Regions from separate parts of the Rattus norvegicus genome. Here region 1 is linked to region 2. The links are chromatin contacts, called in public Hi-C maps. All regions are on one chromosome and are shown on one strand. Each heading gives the region's core, a stretch centred on a gene start, on an enhancer-like site or on the middle of the called end of the contact. The rest is flanking DNA. Distances are from core to core; before and after follow the strand shown. Region 1 has its middle 190 kb from the start of Pgk1l1. Region 2 has its middle 270 kb from the start of Pgk1l1.

Region 1 (2,978 bases), core at 6-2,505, 82 kb before region 2:
ATGCCTAGAAAGTTGTTATAAAATGACAGTCAGCACCACCAACACTTTCCAAAGTTCCAGAATATAGATGACTGTAACCAGAAAGATCACCATAATCCAATGGTGCCATGACCTAGACTGAAATAGACACATATTGCTGAGTGTCCATTGCTGTGAAGAGACTCTATGACCACAACAACTTTTATAAAGGAAAACATTTAATTGGAGGGTTGCCTTACAGTTCAAAGGTTCAGTCCATTTGCATCATGGCAGGAAGCATGGCAGCATCTAGGTAGGCATGGTGCTGGAGAAGTAACTGAGGGTATTACATCAGAATCTGAAAGCATCAGGGAGAGTGACACTGGGTCTGGTTTGAGCACTTAAAACTTCAAAGCCACATCTTCTCCAACAAGACCACTCCTCCCATTATTACCACTCACTGTGAGCCTATGAGGCCCTTTTCAAACCACTATACAGGGTACAGTGCTAGGCTGACTTCTGTTCCTGATGATGTATAGCACTATGTCTATGTTACTAAGGGTGAAATAACTCAAACCTCTGGCTCTGTCTTTGAATAGAAGACTCAAGCCTGATGTCACAGGCTTGAGAACATTATAAGTAGTTCCAGTCCCATTACGCAATATGCCTCATCCCAACTCTGTGGCCAGGAGAATATCATTTGGCCCTTTTGGCTCTGTCAGAAAGTTCTCTTAGTAGAGGAGAATGTGGCTAAGCGTGTCTGGCTGTTTCACTCCTGTCTGGGAAGTGCAAAGCCCCATCGGCTTAAAGGGATTGAAGAAGGGCTTCTTTGGATGCTCTTCCTGGAACTCTTGGATGCTCGTGTTCAGAACTGAGGGATGAGGATTAGCGAGAAGCCCCAAAGACATTTGTTTAAGCTCATCGCCACTGTTTTGGCCAATTTAAGCACCTGTAGGAAAACCAGAGAAATAAATCCATATGGTATTACATTTTCACCATCAACGAACTCCTACTGTTTAAAAGAAAATTGACCTTTTGTGTGTTAGATGCTTGGGAATCACCTGGAGAATGATGATTTTTTTTTTGAAAGCTGTTGTGCCTGTGTGAGCCAAGAGTACTTCACAGCTATGAATTTGATAATTCCCATTCTCCACTGAACAATTGTTTGATCCTAGCATTGATTGGAATTCTGTCCTCTAGAGGTCACTAATGTACCAGATTTAAAGAACATGGAGGCTTCCAAAGTGCTCAGGAGGAGACAAATATCCTGATTGCACTTGTGTGAAAGAGGAATGGAGGGAAATAGACTACTCCAAGCTAGTCTCATAGACTAGAAGCAGTAAGAAATCTTGTCTTGAATATTGAATAAGGTATTTTTAAATTGATTTTTTTTCTTGGTTTATCTTGGGTTTCCTCTGCCTCAATCCAGCTGGTCCCTGTTTTCATTTTTATAGTTTTGTTTGCTTTTTTCAGATTTTGTATTTTATGTTCTAGGTTGGACATGAACTCCCCATGTTGTCCAGGATAACCTTGAATTCCTGATGACCCTGCCACCACCTTCCAAATGTTGGAATTATATGCATGTACTACCACACCCAGCTAAAAAATTCTTCCAATGATTGAGCACCTTTTCGCGGGAACATTAACAGCAGAAGTAAGTTTCCTTGGCATGGCCTTTAAAGAACATGGGAAGGCTGTGCCTGGAACTTGGAATGGGGTCTTTTAACTCTTTCTGCAGATCCTGAGTAGCCTAACTTAGGAGGATGCTCTGCAGACTAATCCGAACATAAAAAGATCACTTTGGATATAAAACACATGACTGTTGATCAGGAGCTATGGGAATGACACTCTGAAACGCTTAGAAGACTTTTCCCCCTGTGCTATGGCTTTTCTGTTAACCTAGTGCTGACTGCTCTTTGTCTCCCTTGAAGAGAAATTACCTTGAGAATGTGTTTCATGTTGGCAGAGGGATTGCCCAGGGAGATTTAAACAACAGGCTGCCTGGAGTCCAGGACGTGTTGTGGCATAACCTGCTGCCAGTGGACCGCGCTGCTCTAGGCGTGACCTGGGAGGTACCAGCGGCATTTCACACTATTGTTCCTGCTGTTCTGCTTGCTCTCCAAGGAGAGGAACGCTTACACCACAGTTTTCCCAGGGTCCAGACACTTGCCAGCAGCTGACCCATCAGGAAATGGCCTCTCCCCTCTTCCTTCCCACATTCCTTTCCGGGCTTCCCCAGCCCAAGGTGTGGCCAGCGCCCAGAAGATCTCCTTTGCTTGATTGACAGGCAAACAAAACCTTCCTCTAGATAAGCAAGATCACAGCTCCGTAGGAAATCTATTTGTTTCTGGATGGAGCTTGTCTGCTCTCTCTCTCAATAGCTACAGTGCTGACTTCATAGTTTCTTATCATGCTTAGGATGTGTGGAACAGTCAATCCTAAAACAATGAGCTCTGCTTTTTAAAAGGCTAATTCACAATGAAATACTACACTTTGTTCTACAGAGTTTATGGTGGTCTCCCTTGAAGTCCTTAGAGGGTTGTACTGTGCAATAAGAAAGAATAGAAGGAAGATTTCAGTTTTGAATTTTCTCTATTTAATTTAGTTCTTTAAAAAAATATAAAAAAATTGTTATTCCTGACAAGAGCTGGGAATTCAAGAAAAGATGCCCCTTTTCACTTTGGGGGAGCATCTTTTTAACACAGATGCAATCCAAGAAAGAATAACAGGAAGCTGTGTGATGCTTTGACTCATCAAGGTTGTCCCTTGACTTTGTACATTCGTGTGAATGGGGAGCTTCCTTGAGGCTCTGCCATTTTTTTCTTTGTTGTCACTTGTATGGCTCTAAGTAAACCTGTGTGTGTATGTATGTATGCCTGTGTGTGCATATGTGTGTGTATGCATGAAAGGACCAAAGATAAACAACTTTCAGATCCATTGTGAAGCTGATATCTACTCTAAGATCATTTAATGAAGAGCAAATATGTTTCTTTTTTTTTAATTGTTCACAATGGTTATCT
Region 2 (3,036 bases), core at 408-2,907:
ACACCTCTGAGTGTTTGTGAGGTTACTTCCAGAAATAGTTAACTAAGCAGAGCAGTGAGGACTGGAACCCACCCTCAGCATAGGTAGCAGAATCCTATATGATAATGGAACAAAAGGAAAAGCCATTAGCACAAGCATTAACTCACTGCCTGCTTCCTGGAGACCATGTAAGTTATTCCTTACCATCACTACCCTGCCTCTGAAGCTGCTAGCAAAGTCTATGCTTTGGAGTTTAAGGCATTTAAAAAATATATTCATAGTTGGAATAGAATTACATAGCATCTCCCTCCATTTCCTTCCTCCATTACCTCCCAACTAACCTCCCTTGAACCTGTCCCATGCTGTCTCTCTTTCAAGTTGATAGATTCCTTTTCTTGTGTGTGTGTGTGTGTGTGTGTGTGTGTGTGCACATGTGTGCATATAGAAATACAACATGCTGAGTCAAAATTTGTTGCTTGTGTGCATCTGGTTTCAGGGGTTTCCACTGTGCACTGGACAACCAATCAGGGAGATCATCTCTGGGAAAGGCTGCTTCTCCTTCTCCCAGTTAATTGCCTGAAGTTTTTGCAGCTGGAACCCTGATAAAAATTGCCTCTTTCATGTTGACATGGCCATTGATGTTGCTATTCCTCTGCTCTTGGTTCTGCCACTGTTTCCAGGACAGACTGTTTCACAGCAGACTTTTCTGGTTTCTACCATGTTTCCACCCCTCTTCTATGATGCTCCTTGAACTTCAGATGCAGGATCTATGGTGTAGATCTATCTGCTGAGCCCGGGCTCCGTGATGTGATGGGTATTTATTTGTTCGCTTGTTTGTTTGTTTGCTCAGGAATTTTCTCACAGTGATGAGAAAACTGAGTCACTCATAATTTATATGTTGTTAAATCGGTAATTGTAGCAGAGAGCCAATTAATTAAGAACTTTGTGGAACATTTTAGATACTCCCCACCCTTCATATGGAAGCAACTTCTTTAATGGCTCCTTTTGTTTTTGGTTATTTAGCCTACCAACTCTTTTAGGCGTCTGCCTTTGACTATTGATTTATTCTCTCTTCTGTAATTAATTTCTTGTAGGGGACAAAAATATAACATACTAAAATATATACCCAACCTTTTGTCTCTCAGCATTTTGTCTGTAGTTTTGGAGAAAGCAGAGGCTGTTGGAAAGGATGAGATAACATTTAGAGATTTCTTGGTGACTTTGAGGATTATGTTCATTTAAAAATGTTAACACCACAAAACATCAAAGGCTTAATTCAAGAATACATTGGTACTCTTATCCTACAAAATTTTCCATACTCTATGACTTAAAATTGGCATGTTAAATCTTATTTACTCATGTAAGTCACTAATCTTCAGTCCATTGATTCATCTCACCATTTGCATTTCTGGGAGAAGTATTATGGGACTTAACTATCAAGTTTTGTATTTGAAAATGTTTATGAGTGCATGAGTAAAAGGCGGTATCTTCCCAGACTCTCCTAAACTGAGGATGTCACCATAATGTGTGAACAAATGCCCTTCTAGTCGATACTGGGTGTAAACCACTTGAAATATTGGAGGAGGGCCAGCATTTCATCACCATGACCCATGTCTTTTCACAGAGTGTCATGCTCTCATATGCTGTTCCAAGGGAATGAAATGCCAAAGGCTTGTCCAAAATGTCAATGATGATACACCTCTTCTCCTGGAGCACAGCTTGTGTAGTCCAGGCAGCTACTTTCCCAGCTGAAAAATGCTGGTGAACCAGCACGACAAGGCTGTCATAAGTACCAGCTTACGGTTACTGGCAAACAGCAAGCACAATTAAATTTCAGTATTGAGTCACCTGTCAACTGATCAGACTTCAACTTCAGTTCCTACCACTGAGTTTTCAGGCTGCGTGGGATTTTGCCATATTGAGCTTAGCTTGCATTAATTGCTGTGTACTGTTAAATTCTAGAAGAACCACATTGTTTTAATAGAGGATGTATGCCCGGTGGTGTAGAGCATGTGCGATGCTCACCCTTCTTGCTTCTTAGCTGTGAGTTCTTAAGGCCAGAAGGGTTGACTACAGGCTTTGATTTGGGGTGAACAGACAGAAAACGAATTACCTCTTTTTTTGCTGGTTAAAGAACCTACACAAATACCAAGTGAGTCTCCTCCACACATGAGTCTTTTCTGTCACTTCAGTGGGAGTTTTATGTGGGAATAAAGAAGAGAAAATGTCACCCAGAGTGTGTCTGATCATGATTTAATATCTAAGCCAAGAAATCTTGAAGTACAATTCCCCCACCCACATAACACTAAATCATTGACTCATGCAGGCAACAAGCCTCCAAAGAAACCTTGGCAGTATTTTGGGTGGAACAAGCTAAAACTACATTAATTTGATATCTCCAAATGACCTTCACAGGAAATCCTATCATTATGATATCTAATTGAAGTATAAATGATAAGATGATACTGTTTACTTTCAAGCTCCCATTGTAGGAGAACCATAAAAATTACAGCCAGAGTGTGCTGAGAGTCAGAGAGAAGGGGACAGGGAGAGAGAGAGAGAGAGAGAGAGAGAGAGAGAGAGAGAGAGAGAGAGAGAGAGAGAATGCTTAAAAATATTTCCATAGGTTGAGGAGTCAGGAGTGAAGAAAAATGTGGCAAACTGTGAGAATCAAACATTTCTCTACCTAATTAACTGAACCTTTTTGTAAGGTTAACATACATTCATTGAAAATAGTCCATATAATTTAAGTTACTATTAAAATAAATATATGTAACAAACAAACAGAACCGTGCTTTATTAAAATAAATAATGGAGCTTATGGAATCAGTCCACAGCATTTAAAAGCAGTCCTAGCCCATGTTTCCCATGGGTGTAATTACATGACTCAGTCAATGGCTAACAACTAAGTCAAAGCATGATTAGTAGAAGAGAGCATCTTAGAATCCCTCTTACACAGCTTTTAAGTGGCCGATTAGTATAGAACTGAATGTGGGTCTCTAGGCTGCAGCATTTAGCAGTAAGGGGCATTCTTAAAGAGACATGCACTGTGGCTGT

What was found. A called contact is a pair of places that touch in the nucleus more often than the background predicts.
Region 1: a contact with region 2 is called in a Hi-C map of liver, with 2.3 times the contacts expected there. The contact joins two enhancer-like sites. A contact is called at or near these places in 4 of 12 Hi-C or Micro-C datasets (frontal cortex, liver, mammary epithelial cells and 1 more).

What each region holds. Positions count from the first base shown.
Region 1 is chr2:44,299,003-44,301,980 of GRCr8, reverse strand. No RefSeq gene overlaps it. Among named protein-coding and RNA genes, the nearest start is that of Pgk1l1, 190 kb to the left of the region's middle. Within about 2 kb of position 1,255, at least 13 of the 93 cell types and tissues checked have an H3K27ac peak or open chromatin away from gene starts, as enhancers often do.
Region 2 is chr2:44,217,817-44,220,852 of GRCr8, reverse strand. No RefSeq gene overlaps it. Among named protein-coding and RNA genes, the nearest start is that of Pgk1l1, 270 kb to the left of the region's middle. Within about 2 kb of position 1,657, at least 15 of the 93 cell types and tissues checked have an H3K27ac peak or open chromatin away from gene starts, as enhancers often do.